Regions from separate parts of the Mus musculus genome. Here region 1 is linked to region 2. Evidence: chromatin contacts called from public HiChIP or PLAC-seq data. All regions are on one chromosome and are shown on one strand. The core of a region is the stretch at or near the end of the contact, and the rest is flanking DNA. Distances in the headings are between cores, read along the strand shown.

The links. HiChIP or PLAC-seq counts read pairs in DNA pulled down with a chosen protein or histone mark.
Region 1: a contact with region 2 is called in an H3K27ac HiChIP or PLAC-seq map of embryonic stem cells, with 6 times the contacts expected there. The contact joins two enhancer-like sites. A contact is called at or near these places in 2 of 484 Hi-C or Micro-C datasets (embryonic stem cells and group 2 innate lymphoid cells) and 5 of 115 datasets of contacts at active chromatin or transcription factors (bone marrow-derived macrophages, embryonic limb bud, embryonic stem cells and 2 more).

Annotation. Positions count from the first base shown.
Region 1 is chr3:31,053,011-31,058,049 of GRCm38.p6, reverse strand. No RefSeq gene overlaps it. Among named protein-coding and RNA genes, the nearest start is that of Gm33641, 4.0 kb to the left of the region's middle. Within about 2 kb of position 1,494, at least 156 of the 459 cell types and tissues checked have an H3K27ac peak or open chromatin away from gene starts, as enhancers often do. A contact at or near this core is called in embryonic stem cells, where this site is marked.
Region 2 is chr3:30,569,529-30,574,518 of GRCm38.p6, reverse strand. No RefSeq gene overlaps it. Among named protein-coding and RNA genes, the nearest start is that of Actrt3, 28 kb to the left of the region's middle. Within about 2 kb of position 1,383, at least 7 of the 459 cell types and tissues checked have an H3K27ac peak or open chromatin away from gene starts, as enhancers often do. A contact at or near this core is called in embryonic stem cells, where this site is marked.

The sequences.
Region 1 (5,039 bases), core at 245-2,744, 480 kb before region 2:
TCATGTTTATGAATGACAATCTGAGTGTCTGAATTTATAGGTTAAATCAATAAAGGACACCACTTTAATGTCCTGTAACGTTTGATATAACTAAGTTCCTGTGCACATTAATAACCGAGTCAACTTTAATTTTATTTGTATTTATTTATTTATATTGATTTGAGACAGGACCTCGTTTAACCAGACTGAGATTAGAGGTACCTGCTGTGGCTGCCTCTGCCCACCTTAGTTTCATTATCAACTAGAAATATTCTTCTTCATAGGAGAAACATGGCATACTTAAACCCTCACATATATTTCCTCACAAAGGAGGTTCTCACTCATAGTCCATAAAGATAACATAGAGTTACAGTACCTACAGAGGGAAAGAATCCTACTTAAGTCAAACTCCAAAATAACTTAGATTTCATTCTGAAGATCAATTTGTATAGTATATTGAGTCGATTAAAATCGAGACACAGATGAACACCGATAAAATCCTGAACTTCTTGGTCACTGGCTACTTGCGGGTGAGTTCAGACCGCTTCTGCAGGGTAACTCTGACCATCATTAGGCAAGAGACTGACCCCTAGTGGTGAGACATAGCATCATCATTCAGCCAACCAGGGCCAAAGTTGTCTGTCCCACTTCCGATCTCCTACAAGCCCAAACCACACTGCTAGGGAGAGACCATTTTAACCCAGGAAATACCTCCTACATAAACGCATGCGTATGCTTTAAAAAAAAATTCTAAATCAACTTTTCTGCAACACATTTGTTCATAGTATCAAACAAAAAATTCCTTAAAATTGCACTTTTCCAACTCCCGTAGAACTTATGTTGCCTCCTCTCAGACTTGCAGGGCCACAGTGGAGCGCCGATTTACACCTCCCCCTCCCCGCCCTCCCCCACACCAGAACCCCGCTGCTGCTGAGAAAAAACAGTTTTCACTCCTCCCTCCCTACACAGCAAAACATGGAACCTGCTAGAGCCGGAGGGATCTTCCACATTCCGCTCCGTGCCGCCGTGCCAGCAACTCTCACCGTAAATGTATCAAATGTATCTGTTTTCCACCTCGGCTGAAAAGCTTGCTTGCTTGTTTGTTTGTTTGTTTGTAGTGGGCAACAGTTAATGTGAACTCAAATTTCACCGTGCTAAGAATAAACGATAGGTGGGGGCTGGAGAGATGGCTCAGCGGTTAAGAGCGCTGACTGCTCTTCGGAAGGTCATGAGTTCAATTCCGGACATGGTGGCTCACAACCATCCATCCGTAACGAGATCTGACGCCCTCTTCTGGAGTGTCTGAAGACAGCTACGGTGTACTTACATATAATAAATAAATCTTAAAAAAAAAAAAAAAAGGTGTATTCAGCCATAAAACTTGGACATCTATGTCAATACTCTATCCCAAGGAGTAAAATGCTCTGTCGAACTTGACCTGGCTACTGTACTCATGCACCCGGTTGCTGTGGCTGCCTGCCGGTAAGACTTGCACAAAAATGAAACCAAATTCCAAAATGAATTGGGGCGCGCGTGCGCGCGGGGGGGGGGGGTTGCCTCAAGGTCCCACTCCTAGGGAAGGACCTACCGGCAGCTGGTGGTTGCTGAGGGAAGGGGGGTCATTTTTTAGCGTAGCTGCTGGTAGTTTGCTCTGTGGTCCTGTGGATGGCTCCAGAGCCCTGTGCACAGGGGCAGCTCTGATTGGCTATGAGTTATGAAGGGGAGGAAGACAAGTAGGGATCTAGCTGCAGCGAGGAGGGGGTCCAGTTAGAGCTGAGATGGAATATGGAGGGTGGATGAACAAAATACATTGTACAAACGCATGGAATTCTCAAATAAAAACAGTATATTTCGGGGGCTGGTGAGATGGCTCAGTGGGTAAGAGCACCCGACAGCTCTTCCGAAGGTCAGGAGTTCAAATCCCAGCAACCACATGGTGGCTTACAACCATCGGATCACAAGATCTGACTCCCTCTTCTGGAGTGTCTGAAGACAGCTACAGTGTACTTACATATAATAAATATTTAAAAAAAAAAAAAAACCAGTATATTCTAAAACCTCCCAATCAATGCACGAACTAAACTTTTAAGCTTAAAATAAGGAAAGTTTAGAAAAACATCAAGGTTGACACAAAAACATAAGGGTTGCTTCTCAGCCGTGTATGTGTGAAGCGATGGGCCCAATCTTCAACAATATGAGCAAAAATCAAACCATACAGTAAAACTGAGTCAGACCATTCACAAATACAGCTCCTGCGGTACACGGGAACATCTGTGTTAGGGAAAACCTTAGTGATAAGAAAAGAAAAAAAAAAAAAAAGGTTGCTTACATTTTCTCCAGGGGCTACTTGGGCAAGCTCTAGGCCAATGAGAAACCCTAGCTTAACAACAAAAATAACAAAAGAAAAAGATGGACCCGAGGATCACTTGAGACTGTCTGAGGCCTGTGTACCACAAGCACACCCAAAATTCCAAAGTTACGTTTTTGCAATATATATTTTATTCTTAAGTATTAATATAAAGTCAGAGAACTACTCACAAAGTTCTTACGAAAAATTTCAAACTTTTATTCATGAGGAGACAATGATGCTTGGCACTTGTGTGGTGGTCAAAGGACAACTTCCAGGAGTGGCTTCCCGACTTCCACCATGTGGATCCCAGGGGTTCCACTTTCGTTGTGAGGACTGTTGACAAGGGCCCGCACTACTGAACCATCTCACCCCTAAGTAACTCCAAGACAAGGCCTTCTATCATAAGTTGATCTGGAATTCTGAATACAGCCAAGGAGACTCTTGAACTCCTGATCCTCTGGTCTCCCAGGTTAGCACTTGGGATTTCGTGTTTGCCACCGTGCCCAGCTTGCGATAAGTTTTAGATTCTAGTACTAAAAACCCAGCGCCTTCCTTTTTTATTTTAAACTACTTTAGAGAACACTCTGCAGATAAAACACGCCATATGCTGAAATTAGCCAGACCCACACCATGCCACTCAAATGAACTTCTATATTTAGAACAGCCATTTGGAACAGAAACAGTGGTGCTTTAAGCTGGATTTTGTTCACTATCGAGTATATTTGTATTTGCCAAAAAAATGAAAAAAAAAAAAAAACATGGCAAGATTAAGAACTAGAAAAGCAGCCGGGTGGTGGTGGTGGCGCATGCCTTTAATCCCAGCACTTGGGAGGCAGAGGCAGGCAGATTTCTGAGTTCGAGGCCAGCGTGGTCTACAGAGTAAGTTCCAGGACAGCCAGGGCTACACAGAGAAACCCTGTCTCGAAAAACCAAAAAAAAAAAAAAAAAAAAAAAAAAGAACTAAAAAAGCAAGAAAATTTTAACCCTTCTCGTTCTCTTTCCACATGCTAGTCTCTGCCCAAAGATGCATTGTTAACATGTATACATGGCACAATGGCTAGATTCTGCCTAAAGGAGAAGATGCAGTTCTTTTCTGAGATTATGACTTCATTGTTTACCCACTCTCCTAAACATTTTGCGATTGCATGTTTCTTTAGAGCTGAATCAAACTCACTCCAAGTTTTCATTATCACCTGTTGGTGGACAAAGAAGTTGATGGAATCATTTGCTACATCGACTAAAGCAGCAGTAAACATGGGGTGCAAACCGTACGGTAGGGTGTGGTGTTCTCTGGGCGTATGCCCAGAATTGAAAGAGTGGGGTCATGTGCTAATTCTATTCTTGATTATTTGAGCAGTCTCAAAACTGATCTCCGTAATGGCTAGATTGCTTTTCACCAACAGTGAATAAAGGTTCCTTTTTCTAAAGGTCCCCTCCAGCATTTGTTGTCAGACTTATAACAGCCACGCTGACTAGCATCAGGTGGTAACTCAAGGTACGTTGTCTTCATTTGCATTTCCCCGAGAGCTAGGGACATGGAACTCCTCTTCAAATGCTTACGGCCACTTGTTTCTTTTCCCAAAGACTACCTGGCCAGCTCATTTGCCCATCTGTTAACGAGCAGCTTTATTATCTTTTCACCGGGAAAAGCGAAACCATGGCAGCCACATCCTGACCTTTCTGTGCATATTCAAAACACAGGAGAGCTTTGTGCAACGTACTCAGTCTAAAATGTCCGCCACAGATCATCTCGAAATAAAAACTCATCGGCTTCATTAAGTCACATGATAGCAACATGGCCCCCCCTGTGCATTTACTGCATCTCCTTGGCCATCTCCTGCAAGTTTGTGGGTTGCCTGTCCTGGGTGTAAATGGCAGAGGTTCAGTGTTGTCACCCTTATTTAGCATGATACACAGTCCACTGCAGTAGGTGTGTGGCTGACTACTGGGACTAAAGGTCTCACAGTCTTTGCTTCCTTTCTTTGCTAGAGTAAATCTAGGATAGACACCAGCTCTACGACATGTCTCACGGCTTGGTGGTGTTCAGAAACAAGCTGTCAGTGCTTCAAGGGCTGGAGATGGGCTTTACCTTTTTGGGGGAAGGAAGCTGGCTGTCCCAGTGACTCAATGATTTAGATACAAAATCCCCCTAAAACTCCAAGATCCTTTTCCTGCCTGGAAACCTCACCAATGCTGTCTGGAACTGTTCTGAGCAAGAGTGCAATCAGGGTAAGTACAGGGAAGCACTGAGGATGCAATGCCCAGGGGAGAAGGGGGAGGTGTGGAGAAGATTGTGTGTGTGTGTGCGCATGTGTGTGCATGTGCGTGAGTGCTGCGTGTGTGTGCGCACGCGCTATTAATATCGGCTATTACCCAGAGAGGAAGCACCAGCCTTTTGGAACACAATAGATCAGCGTGAAGCCTAACACAGGATGACCTGCTCAGAAGGACTGAATAAGCTTCAGTTAGAAGTATGGCACAATGTTCTCTGTTCGGTTGATTTCTTGTTTTTCCCATGAAAAGACCCAAAGCGGAACAAGTTAAAAGGTACTAGAATCTTTTAGTCCTCCTTACCAAAATGTTGTCTGAGTTACAGAAATAATTACTGACTGGAACAAATGCTCACAGTCCTGGTCTGGAACTTTTTAGCCCTGGCTGTCCTGGAACTCACTTTGTAGCCCAGGCTGGCCTCGAACTCAGAGATCCACCT
Region 2 (4,990 bases), core at 134-2,633:
ACTTCTCCTTAGGCCCTGCTTCTTAAAGTAGTGCCCTAGGGGCCATTCCAGATCCAAACTATCGCTGTGCTCGGACACTGTCTGTTGAATGAATGAATGAATGAATGAATGAGTGAGTGAATATTGTTGAGGCAAAGAATGAACTATCTGGTGTTATTCCTTATTCTACTAGCACAGATGAAACCTGCTGAGCGTTTGCCTGCAATAAACACTGTATGTTTTACCAGGAACAACACTACTGTGGGCATGGTCAGAGGTCGAAAATGAGGGAATTAAAAAAAAAAATGTTTTCTTTTTTATTAAGCTCACATTTAAAGCAATAGGTTTTATTATGGAAAGCTCATGCATACATACCATTACATTTTGTTCTTATGCATCCCCGGCCCTCAGAGCCCCCTTCTTCCTGGCCCCATTCTGTTGCAGCCCCTACCATTATGTCTCCTCTCTGTTTTTGTCATGTGTGGCTCATCACCCTCTTCCTCCTTTCTCTCTTATGAGCTCTTCTTTTTCTTTTCTATTTTCCTAACTCTCTCTCTCTCTCTCTCTCTCTCTCTCTCTCTCTCTCTCTCTCTCTCACACACACACACACACACACACACACACACACACACACACAGAAAGAAAGAGGCTGCAAAATGAGAAAATGTGCCCTCCCCAGCCTTGAGCGGGATGAATCAGACCTTGTTTGTGCCACAGCCCGCTAGCCCACCTAGGGTGGAGTCTTCTGACCTAGGTGCAGTCTATTGTCTGTCAATACTGTCTGCAGCTTCCTGCAAGAAGCCACCACCTGCTGAGCAGCCTGAGCTTGTTGTCCTGGAGATCCTGACAAAGTGACAAGATCCTGGCAGAGCCAGGGATGGGTTTCCCCCTTTAAAAATTCAGACACAAGTAGTAAATATTGGGCCTTGATCAGAAACTTAGTCTCAGTCTCATTCTTCTCCTCACTGTCCATCCCATACAGCCCCAGCTTTCCTTGCAGGAACCCAGTTCCCTGCAGCTGCTGGCAACTACAAGAAAAAAAAAAAAAACCTCTTAACTATAGACAGAGTTAATGTCTGGAGTATATAAGAAGAAACACAAAAATTAAACACCCAAGTAAATTGTCCGGTTCATAAATGGACTCATGAATAGACAGTTCTCAAAATAAATATAGGTATAAACACAAAATAAACGCATATCTGAAATGCTTTCAATATCCATAGCCATCAAGAAACTGCAAATTAGAACTGCTTTGAGAGTCTTTCTCCCCCCCAGGCACCTTACATGCTGATGAGGCTAAGCTGCTCCAGAAGACAGAGCTAAAACCAGAACTGTGTATGACTTGGCTACACCAGTCAGCTGCGTACTACACAAGGCATGCTCACCGTGATTACTGCCACTCTATTCATAATGGCCAAGAGATGGAATCACTCTAGATGTCCATCAGCAGATGAATGCACTAAAGCAGGTGCAGTTAGTTCATATGCACTATGGGATTTTATTCTGCCACAGAGAACAATGAAATAATGACATTTACAGGAAGTGACAGGAACTTCACATTTTCTTCTGTATTTGGCATATATGACAATGGAAATTCACCTTCATATTCTTCCCCTTCTCCCTGCCCATTTCTCTCTTCTCCTACCACTAGCTCACATGTTATTTGATTGGTTACTTATTACAGAAAGATTCCTATGAGTACTCTTATAAACAAGGTAAGAATAGCCTCTAAGATAATTTTGAGCTATACGTTAATTTTTGGATAGTTGAAAATTCTTTATTATTATTTTTAATTCGTAGTATCACTACCACAATTTACAAGGCAATATACCCAAATCAATGAAAAGAAAGACAAAGGCAAAGCTACCACAGATAGAAGGCCTCGGGAATGCACATCTAGGTGACACTGTATCCACAAATCAATAGCTGCCCTTTTGTAAACTGTGGCTATGACAGTCCTGGAAATAAAAGGGTTTCCTGTTTAAACTACAGTAACTCAACTGACTATGGGTCATTGCTCCTTCTGTGGTAAAATTTGCAGTTCCTCTGATGCACTTGGGAAGACTGTCTCAGAGTAGCCTTCAGCTTTCCTGACAACTTCTCACTTTTCTGCTAGGAACTGGAAGTCCTTCTCTGATGTTTTAAACTTTTTCTGCTCAGAGGAGAGGGGGAGAGGGGATGCGGAAGGATTGTGGAAGGGGGTGATGGGGAGGGGGCACTGTGTAGGATGTAGGGTGAATACGTAAAAAATAATATTAAATTAAAAAAATAGAATTATGTAACAGCAAGCATTACTTTATTATTATAAGCAGCAAATTCAATTCTAAATTGACCTTGTGGGCACTATCTATCTATCTATCTATCTATCTATCTATCTATCTATCTATGTATCTACTTATGTATGTATGTATGTATGTATCTATCTATCTATCTATCTATCTATCTATCTATCTATCTATCTATCTATCTTCTGTTACCTCATTTACTACTTCCACCACCAGACTCCTGGGATTGCCTGAGCGTCTTTCACCACACTGGCCTGCTTCAATGGCCTATATTTGAATGCTGTTGTCCACTGTAATTTCCAAAGTCATTATAGTTCCCATCCCCATCATAGTTGCCTCCACCAAAATTTATTCCTTCATTGTAACAATCGTATTTTCCTCTTCCACCATGTTGGTTTCCATATACTGGTTCATCTCTATAACAGTCCCCTCTAAAACTGTAACCAGACCACCACAGCCTTCTCTACTACTGTAACCAGACCACCACAGCCCTCTCTACTACTGTAACCAGACCACCACAGCCCTCTCTACTACTGTAACCAGGACCACAGTCCCCTCTACTACTGTAACCAGGACCACAGTCCCCTCTACTACTGTAACCAGGACCACAGTCCCCTCTACTACTGCAACCAGGACCACAGCCCTCTCTACTACTGCAACCAGGACCACAGCCCTCTCTACTACTGTAACCAGTACCACAGCCCCCTCTACTACTGTAACCAGGACTGGCACCATACCTTCCTCTATCACTTTAACCAGGATCACTACAGCCTCCTCTACTACTGTAACCAGGACTGGCACCATAGCTGCCACCATCACCTCCAAATCCATTATACTCACCATTACCACCTACACAACTACCACTACTGCCACAGACAGTACCACTATCATAGCCTCCTCTTCTACTAAAGTTTGCACCATGACTAAATTACCTCCACCACCTCCAAAGTTTCCACCATGAGCCATAAAGTTGCCTGATTTACCAGGCACAGGCATGAGCTGTGAGCAAAACACTCATACATATAACATAAAAAAAATACAGTTATAAAAGCAAATCCTCTCTTTTCCTCACTCTGCCTGACTTCCATGCCATGCTCTTCCAAGTAGCCTCTCAACTGTATTCTTCTGTATCTTATGACCCAGACCATGAACGGGGATTCTTGTCCCTAAACTGTTTGTCTCATTTCTGCGTTCTCCTGTCCTCATCAATGCTCTGTCCCCGACTAGAGAGGTAACCATAACTGGCATTTAGGGGTTAGGGGACATGGTCGAATCTGGCTGTTTTGGAACTCTATGTTGCCCTGGCTGGTCTTGATCTCATGATCTTGCTCAGACTCATGCTGACATTACAGGAGTAGTCACCACACTTAGTGGATATTCTTACTTTAAAATCTAACTCTTATTCCATCAGAATTTAATATAGTGCTAAATAGATTGCTTGGCATGTAATATCTGGAACAGGTCAGAGAAAGCTGTCTTAATGTCTCCACATGGAGACAGAGCTCTAAAGAGAGACGATTTCTGTGATTAGGCCTCAGCTGTACTGTCTAGTCTTGTGGACACCCCAGGATATTCACAGACTCAAGCCCCTTTCTATAGAGAAGCCCATAAACTGTTTTCTCTGATTGGGTTGGGTGAACCATGTGAGTGTGCCCTGCTATATAATTTAACCTATTCTCCACTTCCCTTTTCCTTACAAGAACTGTTTTGAGTCAACTCAAGAATGAAGGTAAAGAAAAGTAATTTAGGGGGCTGGAGAGATGACTCAGCAGTTAAGAGCACTGACTAGTCTTCCAAAGGTTCTGAGTTCAAATCTCAGAAACCACATAGTGGCTCACAACCATCTGTAATGAGAACTGATACCCTCTTCTGGGGAGTCTGAAGACAGCTACAGTGTACTTACATGTAATAAATAAAGAAATCTTTAAAAAAAAAAGAGAAAAGAAAAGGAAAGAAATTCAATCCCATGGAAGGAATCCGATTCTAACCTTAGAGGAGGTGTCTGACAAAGCAGGGAATACGAAAGGCGATGTCAAGAACAATGTCAGACATTCAGAATTCAGCTAACCCAAAAGTGATTGATGGAAGTCAATATTAATTATGTATTTTCCATTTCTAGCCCTCCAAGTAAATGCCTTGAGTATATCTTGATTAAAACCCCCGTGCTTGAATCTTCCCTCCGTGGCAGTAGTAGTGTAGGGTGACAGAAAGAGTGTGCTGGGCTTGCTGATATGTGGTTCTTGGATGTCCTCTGAGACCCAGGGCTTCTTCCACAAGATTTAACTCTTTTTTATTGTTGGAGATGCCTTCAGCTAGAGTCTCCCGTTATTTTCATCCCAAAGCGTATTAATCAATATACTACCTTATACTAATCTTACACGAGATAGTCTCAGGTTTGTTTTTCCATTCTTCAAATCATTTATAGCATGTCTTTGATTTCTTTTTGAGTAAACAATAGTCTTGGGGCTTTACAGAAGCAGCTAACAAGCAAGGAGTCAGTCCTATTACATTTATTTACTTACTCATTTGAGTACTTAGGGGGTAACGTGGACGCCATGATGTCTGTGAGAGAGGACAGCCGTGGAAGTCAGTTGACTCCTACCATTTATGGGTCTTGGGGATTGAAGTCAGATCATTAGGCTTGGTAGCAAGTACCGTTACATGCTGACCCGTCGTCACTCCAGCCTCAAGAAGCCTGGCTTGGAATCAGTGATGGAGCAACTGTG